Linked DNA regions of Mus musculus: region 1 is linked to region 2. A link is a contact called in public HiChIP or PLAC-seq data. All regions are on one chromosome and are shown on one strand. Each heading gives the region's core, a stretch centred on a gene start, on an enhancer-like site or on the middle of the called end of the contact. The rest is flanking DNA. Distances are from core to core; before and after follow the strand shown. Region 1 holds the start of Slc37a2 (solute carrier family 37 (glycerol-3-phosphate transporter), member 2). Region 2 has its middle 12 kb from the start of Robo4.

Evidence for each region. HiChIP or PLAC-seq counts read pairs in DNA pulled down with a chosen protein or histone mark.
Region 1: a contact with region 2 is called in an H3K27ac HiChIP or PLAC-seq map of embryonic stem cells, with 8 read pairs. The contact joins the promoter of Slc37a2 here to the enhancer-like site in region 2. A contact is called at or near these places in 5 of 39 promoter capture datasets (Sertoli cells, cranial neural crest, embryonic stem cells and 1 more), 3 of 484 Hi-C or Micro-C datasets (Sertoli cells, embryonic stem cells and nephron progenitors), 1 of 115 datasets of contacts at active chromatin or transcription factors (embryonic stem cells) and 1 of 9 other capture datasets (adipose tissue).

The regions. Positions count from the first base shown.
Region 1 is chr9:37,253,189-37,259,704 of GRCm38.p6, forward strand. Slc37a2 (solute carrier family 37 (glycerol-3-phosphate transporter), member 2) reads right to left here and starts at 2,550. Exons shown (of 19, transcript NM_001145960.1): 1 at 2,111-2,550. The coding sequence starts at 2,169. It also overlaps the pseudogene Gm10177.
Region 2 is chr9:37,386,656-37,393,253 of GRCm38.p6, forward strand. No RefSeq gene overlaps it. Among named protein-coding and RNA genes, the nearest start is that of Robo4, 12 kb to the right of the region's middle. Within about 2 kb of position 4,751, at least 7 of the 459 cell types and tissues checked have an H3K27ac peak or open chromatin away from gene starts, as enhancers often do. A contact at or near this core is called in embryonic stem cells, where this site is marked.

The sequences.
Region 1 (6,516 bases), core at 1,300-3,799, 140 kb before region 2:
TCATCATGGGACGAGTGAGCCAGAGCGGGGGAAAGGGCATGAAGTAAAGCGTTGCCTGAATGCTGTGTGGTGTTTTGTTTCTTCCTCCTTCCTATGAGGTTTTCTACTTCTCAATTAAAATAATTTCAAAATAAACACTTTTTCCATAACAGAAAAAAAAAAAAAAAAAAAAAAAAAGAAAGAATGGGGCAAGCTCAGTCGGCAGAGCACTTGCTGCACAAGCTGAGCATCATCCTCAGCGCCCACCTTAAGGCCTGACAAGGTGGCGGCTGCATCTGTGCCCCCAGGCCTGGGAAGGCAGAGACAGGCTGGAGCTACTTAAAGCTCCGTGGAACTCGCTGGTAAGTTCCGGGTCCCAGTAAGAAACTCTGTCTCAAAAACTAAGATGGATGGCTGCTGAAGGCAGACATCTGAGGTTGACTTCTGGCCTCACAGAGACACACATGCACCACCACTGCCAAAGGACGGGGACGGACACACACCTTAAATTTTTCTTAAAAAGATTCCTTATGAAAACTCCCAAGAGCACTGATCATGACCTATTTGGTTAATTAATGTTTTTGCTGTACATAAGTAAACCATGAGATTAGATCTAAGGAGACCCACTTTATTGTGTGATCAAAATTTTTTCTTAGAGATTAAAAAAAAACAAACCTGAAATGGAGTCTACAAAGAAAAGGATGTTTTACAGAGAGAAAACTTTCCAGATTATCTGACTCTAGTCTGTCATTTATCCTGATTTTAGTTTTTCTTGACATTGAGCAATTTTAGTCTCTGAAGTTGCAGCTAATTGATAAGTCATATAAAATATGTCCACTAGTGAGACAGCTTCAAGAGTCTTAATGTATAAATGAGCTTATTTATATTATGCTTTTTAAAATTGTGGTAAAATATACATAGCACAAAACCTTATCATCTCAACCACCTTTAAATGTAAAGTCAGGGCAGCTAAAGTCAGGGACAGCAAGTGTACTGTGCGCCCATCGCTACCATCCACATCCACCTTACGGCAACTCTCCCCTCCCCTTGAATTCTCTTTCTACCCAATTATGACATCTTCTAGCTCCTTCATTATGAGGGCAGTACACGCTCTCACTCTCGTGTTCATCTCCTTTTGAGAGACATTTTCTCTCTTTCTGAAAACATAAAACTGTTTAATAGTTCCAAATGTAGAAAGGACCACATAAACCATCTAAAGAATGTTTTAGATGATTATTAGCCTGAGAGACCTTGAAACAAAATGACTTATTTTAAAACCAGGCCAAATTGATGACTAAGTATCTGCCCAATCTGACCCTTAGTTTAGTTTGAGAATTTAGATTTGAGATTGCTGTGTCATCTGTTTTGTTTTTGTTTTGTTTTTTTTAGAAGCCAGCAACTGGCTATTTTGTTAAGTTTTATAGTTTATAAATGACGGTAACTAACAAAATGTTTTAACACTCTTCCTTCCCCACCTCTTGCAGACCAAGTACACTGCTCCAAAAGCTCAATGGAGATTGGCTAAAACCTCTTCTCCCAGCACAAGGGTGACCTTGTGGTCCTGGGAGCAGCTGCTGTCAATGCCAGCTCATGCTTTTAAGGGTGACCACCCAGTGTTGGAGCAGCTGCAGCTCTGATCCCAGAGATCTTGCCCTAGCTAGGTATCCCTGAGACTGGAAGGGTCAGACAGGCTTAATAGAACCAGTGATTTCTGGCTTGTTAACTAATCTAATCAATAGGGGCCTTAAGCTCTCTGGCTCCATTTATATTCTACCAGTTCTTGGCCTGGGTTCCTCAAAGGCAAATCCGGATCCTCCAAATACACAGATAAGACTTGGAGGCACTCCACAGGTACCCGCTTGTGCGCTTGTGTTTGCAGATACGGGGTGGCAAACCAAAAAGGATGAAGACTCCTAGGCACCCTGTTTGTTCTTCACCGGGGTTAGACAGAAGTCTGGGCTAATGTGGAATTAATAGTTCTGTGTTACTAAACTTCCACGCCTGCGCCACCGAAGGAGCCCTGCCAGATAGAACTAGAACCCCATCCCCCACTCCAGGGACAAGCAGAAACATCCGCCGCCCGAGCAAGTCTCTGCGCGTCTTGGCAGCCTCCCTCCCCAGCCCTGCTCACCAGCTGTCCCTAGAGAAGGCGCGAAGGAACCAGACACCAGGAGCCAGGGAGGACCGCATCTTGAGGCGCCGGCACTCGAAGCTGAGACTATGGAGGGTGCAGAGCCGGCGCGCGTCCCGGCCAGCGGCGGCAGCGATTTAAATGCCCCGCCGACTGGCCCGCCCCAGGCAGGCCCATGGCCAGAGCCTCCGCCCCTTGAACATGACCGGCCTGCCCTCTAGGTCGCGCCGAGTGCAAGTCCTAGCTATCCCTCTGTGCTCACTAGCCACTGTTTTCTATGTACTGCCATCTGTTTTCTCGAACTTTCTCTCCTAGTCAGAAACCAGCAGTCTTGAGTTTCCTGGGGCTCCTCTTTCTTGTCTGGGCTTTTCCATTTCACTACCCACGAGGGGATGGGGAACTGAAAACAGCAGTCCTACAAGTCATCAACTCTGTGTGACGTTGGGTTTCCTGCAGTGCTACCTGTCTTGAGCAGTTCTGTGCCCTGACACAAAGCAAATCCGGTGCTCTGTGTAAGTGAACGCAGTGGGACCACCGCGCTGACTCATGATCTGCGGGCTCTCTTTGGGAGCCCTGGAAGTGTCTCAGGGAGGAAAATGATCCCCAAACCCACCTCTCAGGTTCTGGTTCTGCTTGCTCAGACGAATCTGAGTTCACTGAGTCTGCTGGAGCTTTCCTAAAGCTCCACTAGCCAGTAACTAACTATGTTGCCAATACTCCAATCTCCACTTTCCAGGCACGCAGCCAGGTGGCAGTGAAGAGCTACAAGGGTCTTCCGTGCTCATAAAAATGACTGCCTCTAGCTTAAAGATTCAGAGTAAATTTCCACCTATAAAAAGAAGCTGCGACGAGATTCTTGTGTACGAAACCAAGGGCAAAATACTGAGGGTGGAAAGGGAAAGTATTCGCCTCAAAAGTAAACTTTTTAATAGTACATAAAATAGGAATGGGTTTAGCCCTTACCCCACCCACTCCTAACTCTTAGGAGTGTCCAGTATTCAGAGCAAGGTCAAGGAGGTGCAGTAACAACTCCACCAAACAGTGGACTCAGGATAATGGGCTTGGCTTGTCAGCCCTGGTATCAAGCAGAAAAAGGGTAAGCAGAGTTATAAAACCCTTGGATAATACCAGCAGTTGGGAGTATGGGTCTAGTGCCAGAAATAAAGGCAACAAGTCAAGGGCAGGGGTAAAGGATTAGAGGAAGGAGAAGGCAATAGGCAGGAGGCACAAATGCCATGTCGTGTAAAATGCTGGAAACCAAGAGTATCATGTAGTACAATTCAGTGAAATCCCTAAGTACAGGGTCTAGGGAGATGGCTCAGTAAGAGCACTTCCTGTGCAAGCATGAGAACCGGAGTTTGAATCTCCAGCATGCACATAAAAAAGCAGGCATGGCTGCCCAGGCCACTGACCTCAGCACTAGGAGAGGAAGACAAGTAGAGCTTGAAAGCCTCACTGGCCAGCCAGCCAGCCCCCCAAACCGAGTGTCTGTTATTCAGTAAGAAACCCTGTTGTAAGACAATAATGGAGAATGACAGAAGACACTCAGGGTCCTATTCTGGCCATCATATGTGCATACACAGGCAAATGTACCAAATAAAATAGACATACATACACACACTAAATAAATAAACTCCACATCCCTTTTTTACCATTTAGTGAAGTGGGGCATACATGGGTATCAAAATAGGTAACATGACTTTAAGCTCTCATCTGCCCTGGGCACTTCAAACCCAGGTGGCAAACACTCCTGATTAAACAGAAGACACACAGAGTGAGCTGGCATCCTCAGAATGGCAGCTACTGATTTCTAGAGGACTAAGAGAAGGATCTGGTTGCCATACAAATGAACCAAGGAAGCTGCAGCCATGCGAGGTTATTCAGTAAGTAGACATCAGTGGAAGAATGGAGAGACTATTGCCAGCGCTTCTGTGGTGCTAGCTAGACTTCAGCAGTGGAAGACAGCTGTCTCTCCACTTGAAAGATAGTCACACTGTTTGTTTCACATGCTTTTCTAGAGGTGTGCTGGTATCTTCCATAGTTGCATCTGCTGAGTGCTGGAACTGTACGGTGCTCATAAGCTCTTACTCTAAGTGCTCTGAGGCTGTAAGAGTATGTATGCCCCATTATGTGCCAACAAGTACTAAGGAGCAGAGCTCAAACAGTCTTTGCTGCCTATGGATTCGAGCCATGACTCCCTGTCCAGGCATTAGGATGGCACATGGGGCATGTCTATCACTTGCTCCTGTAGGTGACCTGGATGCTCTCTGCTTCCTGCTGCTTGAGACTGACACAGAGGGATATTACAACCCAGGTAATCCTTCTCCCCACTAACAGCACCTCTCCACTCCTGTCTCATCTTCCTGTTGTATCTGACACCCCCACACAGCATGTTCTCAAACCCTGTGAGATGTGACCGGTGTTTGAAGAAATGAGGAAGGGAGGAGCCACTCAGTCAGCCACCAAAGGAGAAGATCCTAACTCCTGACCGGCAGCCCTCTAATTACTTGGTTCAGTATTAGGCACGTGGGATGAAGACACTCAATGGTATTAGCCATTTTAGCCACCAAGTATCAGTTTCAGCTGCTTCTGAGTTTCACTGATCACCCATGCGACTTTCTAGGCTTTCTGTTTAGCAATGAGTGTCTTCCTTGGTTTTATGGATGGGATAAAAGGCCTTGAATGCTCCTGAATATTAGCGACCAAATGCCAAAAGAAGTTACTAGGCTGAAGAACATAAAATATCAGCACACACACACACACACATAAGCATTACCTTAAAAATGCATTTCCCTTCTTCCATTTCTGTCTTATAAAGCAGACAATAGAAGAACTTTGTCTCAGGAGATGTGACCCAATGGGCAGGAAGTCAGGATATTGGAAGAAATATAATACTAGGATTTTTTCATTGAGAGATGGACACTAAAAGTACAAAACACTACTTAGAGTCAGGATCGATTCTTATTCTCAGTTTCCATAGCTACAAAACATGGACAGTAACACCTGCAGTATGAGGCAGATGTAAGAACTATAAGTTACTTATATGAAAATGTGTAATAGTGCCTGACATGTTCAGTAATTCTTGTAGGTAGAGAAATTATGTGTGCATTAAACATCGGATCAGAGTTCTTACAAGAGCTGATGTGTATAGTGGCACAGGTTTGTCTTGCAAAATCCTTCACAGTGTGCTTGTGTACAAAACAAACCTATGCTATGTCACTCAATGAAAGCTACCTTTCTGAAATGTCTATCCAGGAAAAGCTCTGCCTTGATAAAAGTAGTTACAAACAGGGTTTCAATTCACCAAAGACTGGACTGGTGGTAAGTAGTATCCTGAAGAACTGGCTTCCCACACCACATCTGCTGCTGCTCCTGTATCCAGCCTCCTCAGGACACTAGTAGACCAGCAGAACGGAAACAGCACAACCTCAAAGTCCTTATAGAAGGGGGAACAGTGTGGCATGAGTGCTTAATTTTATAATTGTTCAAAGTTGCTTTGTTTAAGGGAAAACTAAGAAGAAGCAAATGGCAATGGTAAGAAGGAGTTTGTCTCCGTGACCTAGTCTCATAAGTTGCAGATGGTCTTTGGATGAAAGTAATAATTCATCCATTTACCGATTTAATAAACATTTGCTCAGTGTCCGTTCTATGCTAGGCAGAGGACAAAGTGATAAGACAGGCTTAGTGCCTAACTCCAAAGAACTTACAGCTGAATAGTTCAGAGATGTATAGCACAGTCCCACCTCAAGGGTAAGTTGGTAAATCGATGCAAACAAGAAAGCACACTACAGAGTGTATTCATACAGGTAAGGATAATCCCGAGGTGGGATCAAATAGTTCTTAATATCAGAAAGCTTCACTATATGTAACATGCTCAGATTTGAGGAATGGCTAGCTGCTTACCATGTAGAGACGATGAGAAGGTGGGAACCAGAGAGCACATCTGCAAAACAACATACCACAAAAAGCATGGTACTGAAGGAAATTCTGCATAGCTGGAGGGGCACGTGTGCATAGCACGTGTGCACTGTGGAAAACTACAGAAGTTATGACTGTTCTTAACTGTAGTGAGACAGTTAAGAGCAGTGAATGACCATGCTAACAGGTTGAAATTGTATCCTTTGGACAACAAGCTGTTATGATAAGAGGGTTTCATGAAGGGTTCAAAATACTGAGCCTAGTGGTCCGTATTTGAAACCCCAGCACTTGGGAGGCAGAGGCAGAATTCTAGGTTAAACCTAGGCTGACACAGACACTGCCAGGAGGGAGGAAGGGAAGTGCCTAGAAAAGTTAACCATGTCCAGTCCAAGGACCAAGCAAACTGCAGCCAAGCAATAAGCAGCCCACTCCGAACAAACACAGAATACTATCGCTTTTCACTCCTGTTAGCCAAGACTGGAGGGGAC
Region 2 (6,598 bases), core at 3,501-6,000:
CTTTCTTTCCATATTGCAAATCAGTCATTCCCAAACCATTACTCTCATTCATTCATTCATTCATTCACTCACTCACTCATTCATTCATGTGTTTGTTCTCTTAGTTACTAGACAAACATTCATTTGTGTCCCATTGACTATATCCCAGACACAGGATAAAGATGTAATTATGCTGTGACTTTTACTCAGAAAACAATCTTCACAGAGGAAGAGAGTAAGTGAACAGATTATTATAATGCAATTTAAAGTACTCAGGGAACATATATCAGGGGTTACAAAAGGATAGGAGGACACATTCCAAGGAGAAGGAGAAGCATGTACAAAAGCCTTGCTGGGGCAGTACACACAGGGAATTCCAAATACCGAGCCCTTGCTATGGATGGAGCATGTCGGAGAATGTGTAGGGTAGGAAGTAAGGGCATCGACCTCCAGGAGCTCAGATAGTGTATTTTGTGAAGCTGAGTTGAAAGGATCTCCTAAAGAAGGCAAAAAAGCATAGGGAGAAAGATGGGTGGGAGTATAGGTGGGAAGGTCACCGTGCAACCAAAGGAGAGACTTTGGAGAACAGGACAGGTTTGACAGTGCATGCCTACAATCTCAGTGCTTGGAAAGCTCAAGGTCAAAACCAGCTGAAGCACAAGGCGATGCCCTCATTCAAAGAAATCAAAGGGGTGAAGGGGTGGAGTGGGGTGACAGAACAGCCAGGACCTTAGAGGGCTTCGTGTATGAAAAGGAATTCAAAGTGAAGATCAGGGATTGACGTGTAGATCTATGATACGGTGCTTGCTTAGTGTTTGATTCCTAGGAAAGATGAGTCCCTAAGTTTGATTCTCAGGAGAGAAGAAGAAAGAATCCTAAAAGAAAAAAAAAAGTTGGCAGCAAGGGGGAATAAGAAGATCCAGTCGTCGTGAGCAGGAGTTAAAGCCAGATTGCAGTAGGTGAGTCGCGACTAACTGAGACTGGGTACTTGAGACTGGGTATTCCAAAGTTCTTCCTGTTGCAGAGCAGCTCGGTCCTGCCGGAGGACACTATATTTAGTTTATGTTACCAGGAGAAATTTCCAGGGAACCAGGAACAAAATAAAATCCAGACAAATCCAGAGTGCTTTAGTACTAATAAAATAGGGGATTACCCTGCATATTTCGTTTGCGTTAGAATTGTATTGAAAACTGTGCTCAACCCGTTGACAAGGTAAGAAGAGCTGGATCTGAGACACATGGATTGAGGTGATGTCCTAGAAAGAGGGCTCACTGCTGAAGGCGCACAAGACAGCTGGCAAATGAAACTGCTAATCTTCTGTGAAGAAAAGGATTCCAAATTTTCTGTTATTAAAATCAGTCAAAAACAAATGAACAGATATGGCGATATCTGTGATCTCAGCAACTGGAATGTTGGTGAGGGTGGGTCACATGATTAAAACCAGCCTAGGCTGCACAGTAAAGCCCCGTCTCAGGCATTGGGGAGAAATAACAGAAACAGCAACAAAAAAAAAAAGGTTAATAAATAGGCAAGAAAACAATCACCAGAACTGAGCATCAATTTAAGATGCAATAGATTCAACCCTTCAAAGCCTTAAGATGCTGGAATTATCAAATATGAGATAATGATGGAATGTTGAAGAGAACAGAAGACAGCAAGACCACAAAGGTTGTAACAGTGATCAAATTAGAAAAGGAACAAGGTAAACTTTCATTAAAATGGGACTAGGGAGATGGCTCAGCAGGTCAAGTCACTTGACATTGGAGCTTACACCCTGAGCTTGATCCCCAGAACTTACCTGGTGGAACTGACTCCTACCGGTAGCCTTCTGACTTCCACATGAATGCTGTGTCACACACGTGCACGCGCACGCGCACTAAATAATGTAATATATACAAAATTAATTAAACTGTTAAGTGGGTGTGGGGGCTCACACCTGTGATCCTATCCCTTTGGTGATGAAAGCAGGAGCATCAGGAGTTCAAGGTCAGTATGGGTAATATGAGACCATGTCTCAAAAAAGCACAAAACAGCAAAAAGTAGTCCAAAGCATTAAAATGCACATTATCTATTCAGATTTATTTAATCTATTCAGAGCTAATTTGAATATAGCTCTGACACTATTCAAACCAAAAGAAATGAGGAGATGTAAATGTGAGGAGATTAAACGGTATGTCATGTAGAATGAAAATGAAGCACATTTTATTCAGACCTCCATAAAGAGAATGGGAGGGAAGCTATTATTCTTTTTAAGATTTTTCTTGGGGCTGGAGAGATGGCTCAGTGGTTAAGAGCACCGACTGCTCTTCTTCTGAGTTCAAATCCCAGCAACCACATGGTGGCTTACAATCATTCATAATGAGATCTGACGCCCTCTTCTGGTGTGTATAAAGACAGCTACAGTGTACTTACATATAATAAATAAGTAAATCTTTAAAAAAAAAAGATTTATCTTATTTTTCCTTGTATGTATTGTGTGGTGCACATAAGTGCAGGTGCCCTTGCAGGCCAGAGCCATTACAGGTGTCACATCCCTCGGAGCTGCCTGACAAGAGTCTAGGAACCCAACCTGGGTCCTCTAATATAGTAGCATGCACTCTTTTTTTTTTTTTTTTTGAGACAGGGTTTCTCTGTGTAGTCCTGGCTGTCCTGGAACTCGCTCTGTAGACCAGGCTGGCCTCGAACTCAGAAATCCGCCTGCCTCTGCCTCCCAAGTGCTGGGATTAAAGGCGTGCGCCACCACGCCCGGCTAGTAGCATGCACTCTTAACTGCTGAGCCATCTCATCAGCCCCAGGAAGCTTTTTATGTGTGTGTCTCTTCAGAGATAGGGTCTCAGTATGCTGCCCTGGCTGCCCTGGAACATTCTATGTAGACTATTAGGCTGGTTTCAAACTCAAAGAGATCTGCTTGTTACTGCCTCCCAAGTGCTAAGATTAAAAGCTTGGCTTAGCACATCCAACCTGGAAAGCCATTATTTTAGAAGATAATAGATCATTTTTTCCTTTAAATTTTTTTCCTTTATTTTTATTTTATGTGTATGGATGTTTTGTCTGCTTATATATCTGTACACTCATGCATGCAGTGTCTTCAGAGGCCGGAAGAGGAAATGGGATACCCTGAATTGAAGCTACAGACATGAGCTACCATGTGGGTGCTAGAAATCAAACTCAGGTCCTCTGGAAGAACAGCCAGTGTTCTTAAACACTAGGCCATTTCTTCAACCCTAGATGTTTCTAAAACTTGTAAATACATGAAATAATTAACAAGCAATAAATATGCATAAATGGTAGTAAAAATTCAGTAGGCCAAAGACAAAGTGAAAAATCTTAAAAGGAGAGAAGGAGAGAGAGAGAGAGGGAGGGAGAGAGAGAGGAAGAGAGAGAGAGAGAGAGGAGAGAGAGAAACCTTCTACCTTTAGAAGACAGTAATAGTGAACATCCTGTGTTGGTAGAGCAATTGCTTTCAAGAGAGCAACAAAAACGACTGCAAACTAAGAGTATGTTGCCTAGTAAAAACAGACTTTCCTATATGAGAATTAAAAAAAAAATCATCAAATAAAACAAAACCTGGGGGTTCCCATGAACATCAAAGGAACTTTTCACAGAAATACATGACAGAAAATTATTCCAAAGTAAAGGTTCAAGAATCAAGGAAAGGCAAATAAATGATAAGTAGATCTGAATAAGGCCTTTGAAAATGATAGTGTCTGATCTGCAGTCCTCAAACAGGCAAATAATAGGACTTGAGTTGGGAGGATTTGTCAGAATTGAACTATTTCAAGATATTTGAATGCTTTGGGGAAGAGGAAGTGGTTAAGGTAATAACTTCAGATTTTAATAAATATTCATGGAGAAGGTATGAGTAGCAACTAAAGCTCAAAAGTCCAAGGTGAAAATTGGCTCTATAAGGAATTTCAAGCCAACTTGAACTGCATGGCATATATCAGTTTATACTTTTATATATAGGTTTATACTTTTAGTACATATATCCACATAGTATACCTACTATGATTATAATACAATCCATATGTTATATACTATATTTTTATATATTACATATATTTAATTCACCAATAAAGAAGGATGCATATTAAGGATACAGATATAAATCCAATCCATTCTTCAACTTCCAAGAAAAGAGAAAAAGAGGGTAAGAAAATGTAGACAATACAAAGCAGAAAAAATAATAATAGGAAAAAAGCTAACTTATAAATAATCTAAATTATCCAGTGAAAATACAGAGATATGTCAGATTGCATTTTAAAAAATTCTTACATTTGCCATTGAATTGAAATATATTGAAAACAATGGTTTGAAAAAGTTGAAAGTAAAGTTACTGGTAAAGATAAAGCAAATGCTAAGCAAACGAAGCTGAGTTACTATTTATATAAAACAAATGCACTATAGTCTGGGCGTGGTGATGGCACACACCCATAATCCAGGCTACTCATATGTTAAGGAGGGTCAAAAAGTCAAGGTCTGTCTGGACATTGTGAATGCCAAACCAGTCTGGACAATTGAGCAAGACTTTGTCTCAAAATAAATTACAAATGGTGAGAAAAGGAATCAAGATATTTCAGTGATATCCCCTGTCTAGCAATGCAAGGCCCTAGGTTCAATAACCCATACTGCAAATAAGAGTACTACAAAAATGAAGAGAATGTCTGTAAGGGTCTGAAAATCGCTGAAGAAAGATCCCACACTCAGATAGCATGCAAAGACAAAGAGTGGTTATTCTGCAGAAACATCTAGCATGCAAGAGTGACTATTGCTTCCAAATGGCAACAGCCACAGAGACATTTCAGTTCCTTTTATAACATGACTGCTTAAATGCTTCTGAGATAATGGCAGACTTCTAAAACTTAGGGCACATTCCAAGGAGTTACAGAAACCATTAACTGAAGGTCATAAAGAAGGTATACACTACAGGATCCAAGGCGCAAACACAGGAGAGAAGATATTAACTAAGTTTGTCAAAACTTTAATGACAGCTTAGTTACGATCTTAAACTTTCCATGACCCTGTAAACTAGTAACAAATGGTGAAAGTTAAGCCAGATAATTGCTCCTAATATATATGCATGTAGGCATTCTCTGTTATAACCTCTTTTTCAATGTATGACTGAATTTATATGCAGTGAGGTGTTTTTTTTTTTACCATGTGAACACAAGCTCTGAGAATATTTTTTTTAATTAATTAGATATTTTCTTTATTTACATTTCAAATGTTATCTCCTTTCCTGTTTTCCCCTCGGAAAACCCCCTATCCCCTCCCCACTCCCCCTGCTCACCAACCCACCCACTCCTGCTTCTTGGCCCTGGCATTCCCCTACACTGGGACATCGAGCCTTCCCAGGACCTAGGGCCTCTCCTCCCACTGATGACAGACTAGGCCATCCTCTGCTACATATGCAGCTGGAGTCATGAGTCCCTCCATGTGTACTCTTTGGTTGGTGGTTTAGTCCCTGGGAGCCCTGGGAGTACTGGTTGGTTCATATTGTTGTTCCTTCTATGGGGCTGGCTGCAATCTCCTTCTGCTCCTTGGGTCCTTTCTCTAGCTCCTCCATTGGGGACCCTGTGCTCAGAGAATCTTACAAGTACAGAGAACAAAGGGCAGAGATAAGTCCCCCTCCCCTTTTTTCCCTTCAACTTAAGAAGCATAATTCCCTGCCTTTACCTCACCTCCTGCTGTGTCAGTATTGAGGCCAGCCTTAAAAGGACTAAGTTAGGCAGATCAGCTGCAAAAGCAGAATATCTTACACTCAGGATGGATAGCAAATGCTCCATTGTCACGGACCACCCTAGTTGGCTATGGGAGTCTCTGGGACGAGGGTCTTCGAGGTTAGGTGGGTAAGGATTTGGCGGTCACAAACAAACAAACAGAGAGGCAGTTTGAATCTGAGTGTATTTTTCAGTTCTCAAACAAGGGTTTTTATGTATAAAGAAACAAGTGTTACAACTCTGAGAAGATGTGTTTAGTGAAACAGTCAAATAAAACAGATATTGTTATAATCATTTAACACAGTAAAATACAAAATCATCTAAATATTACAACTTCTAAAAAGGTGTGTTTAATAAAGCAGTCAGGTAGAATGGATATTATTATAAGCATTTGGCACAGTAAAATACAAAAATCATCTAAGGCTAGTGACAATTTTCTAAGGACAAGTTAATAAATTTTTATGATCAGTTACTATTTAACATCTAATACCTGATTTTTTTAAATAAATCTCTAAAACATAAATTTAAACTATTTTAATTTTTTAATTTAAGGCCTTCTTAAACAATATATCAAAGGCTACTTCCCATAACACATGTGTAGCCATATAAAATTTTATTGTGGAGAAAGTTTTTATTTATTAATAAATACTATCACACATGATTTATAAAGTAAAGCACTGGCTTTCCCAGAGATAAGGTCATGTTAGTGACTCCATCTCAAGGGATGGTTTCTTACCCAATAGTCTCACTTAAGATCTTAGCCTAGGCTATCAAGAACATCTCATAAATAAGAAAAGAAATAAAAAAGATAAAACAAGAAAGCTGCCAAGAGAACTACGGCTCAATATTTTATGCCTGCCAAAAGTTCCACAACCAGTTCCAGGAGGCCTCCTTCTTTT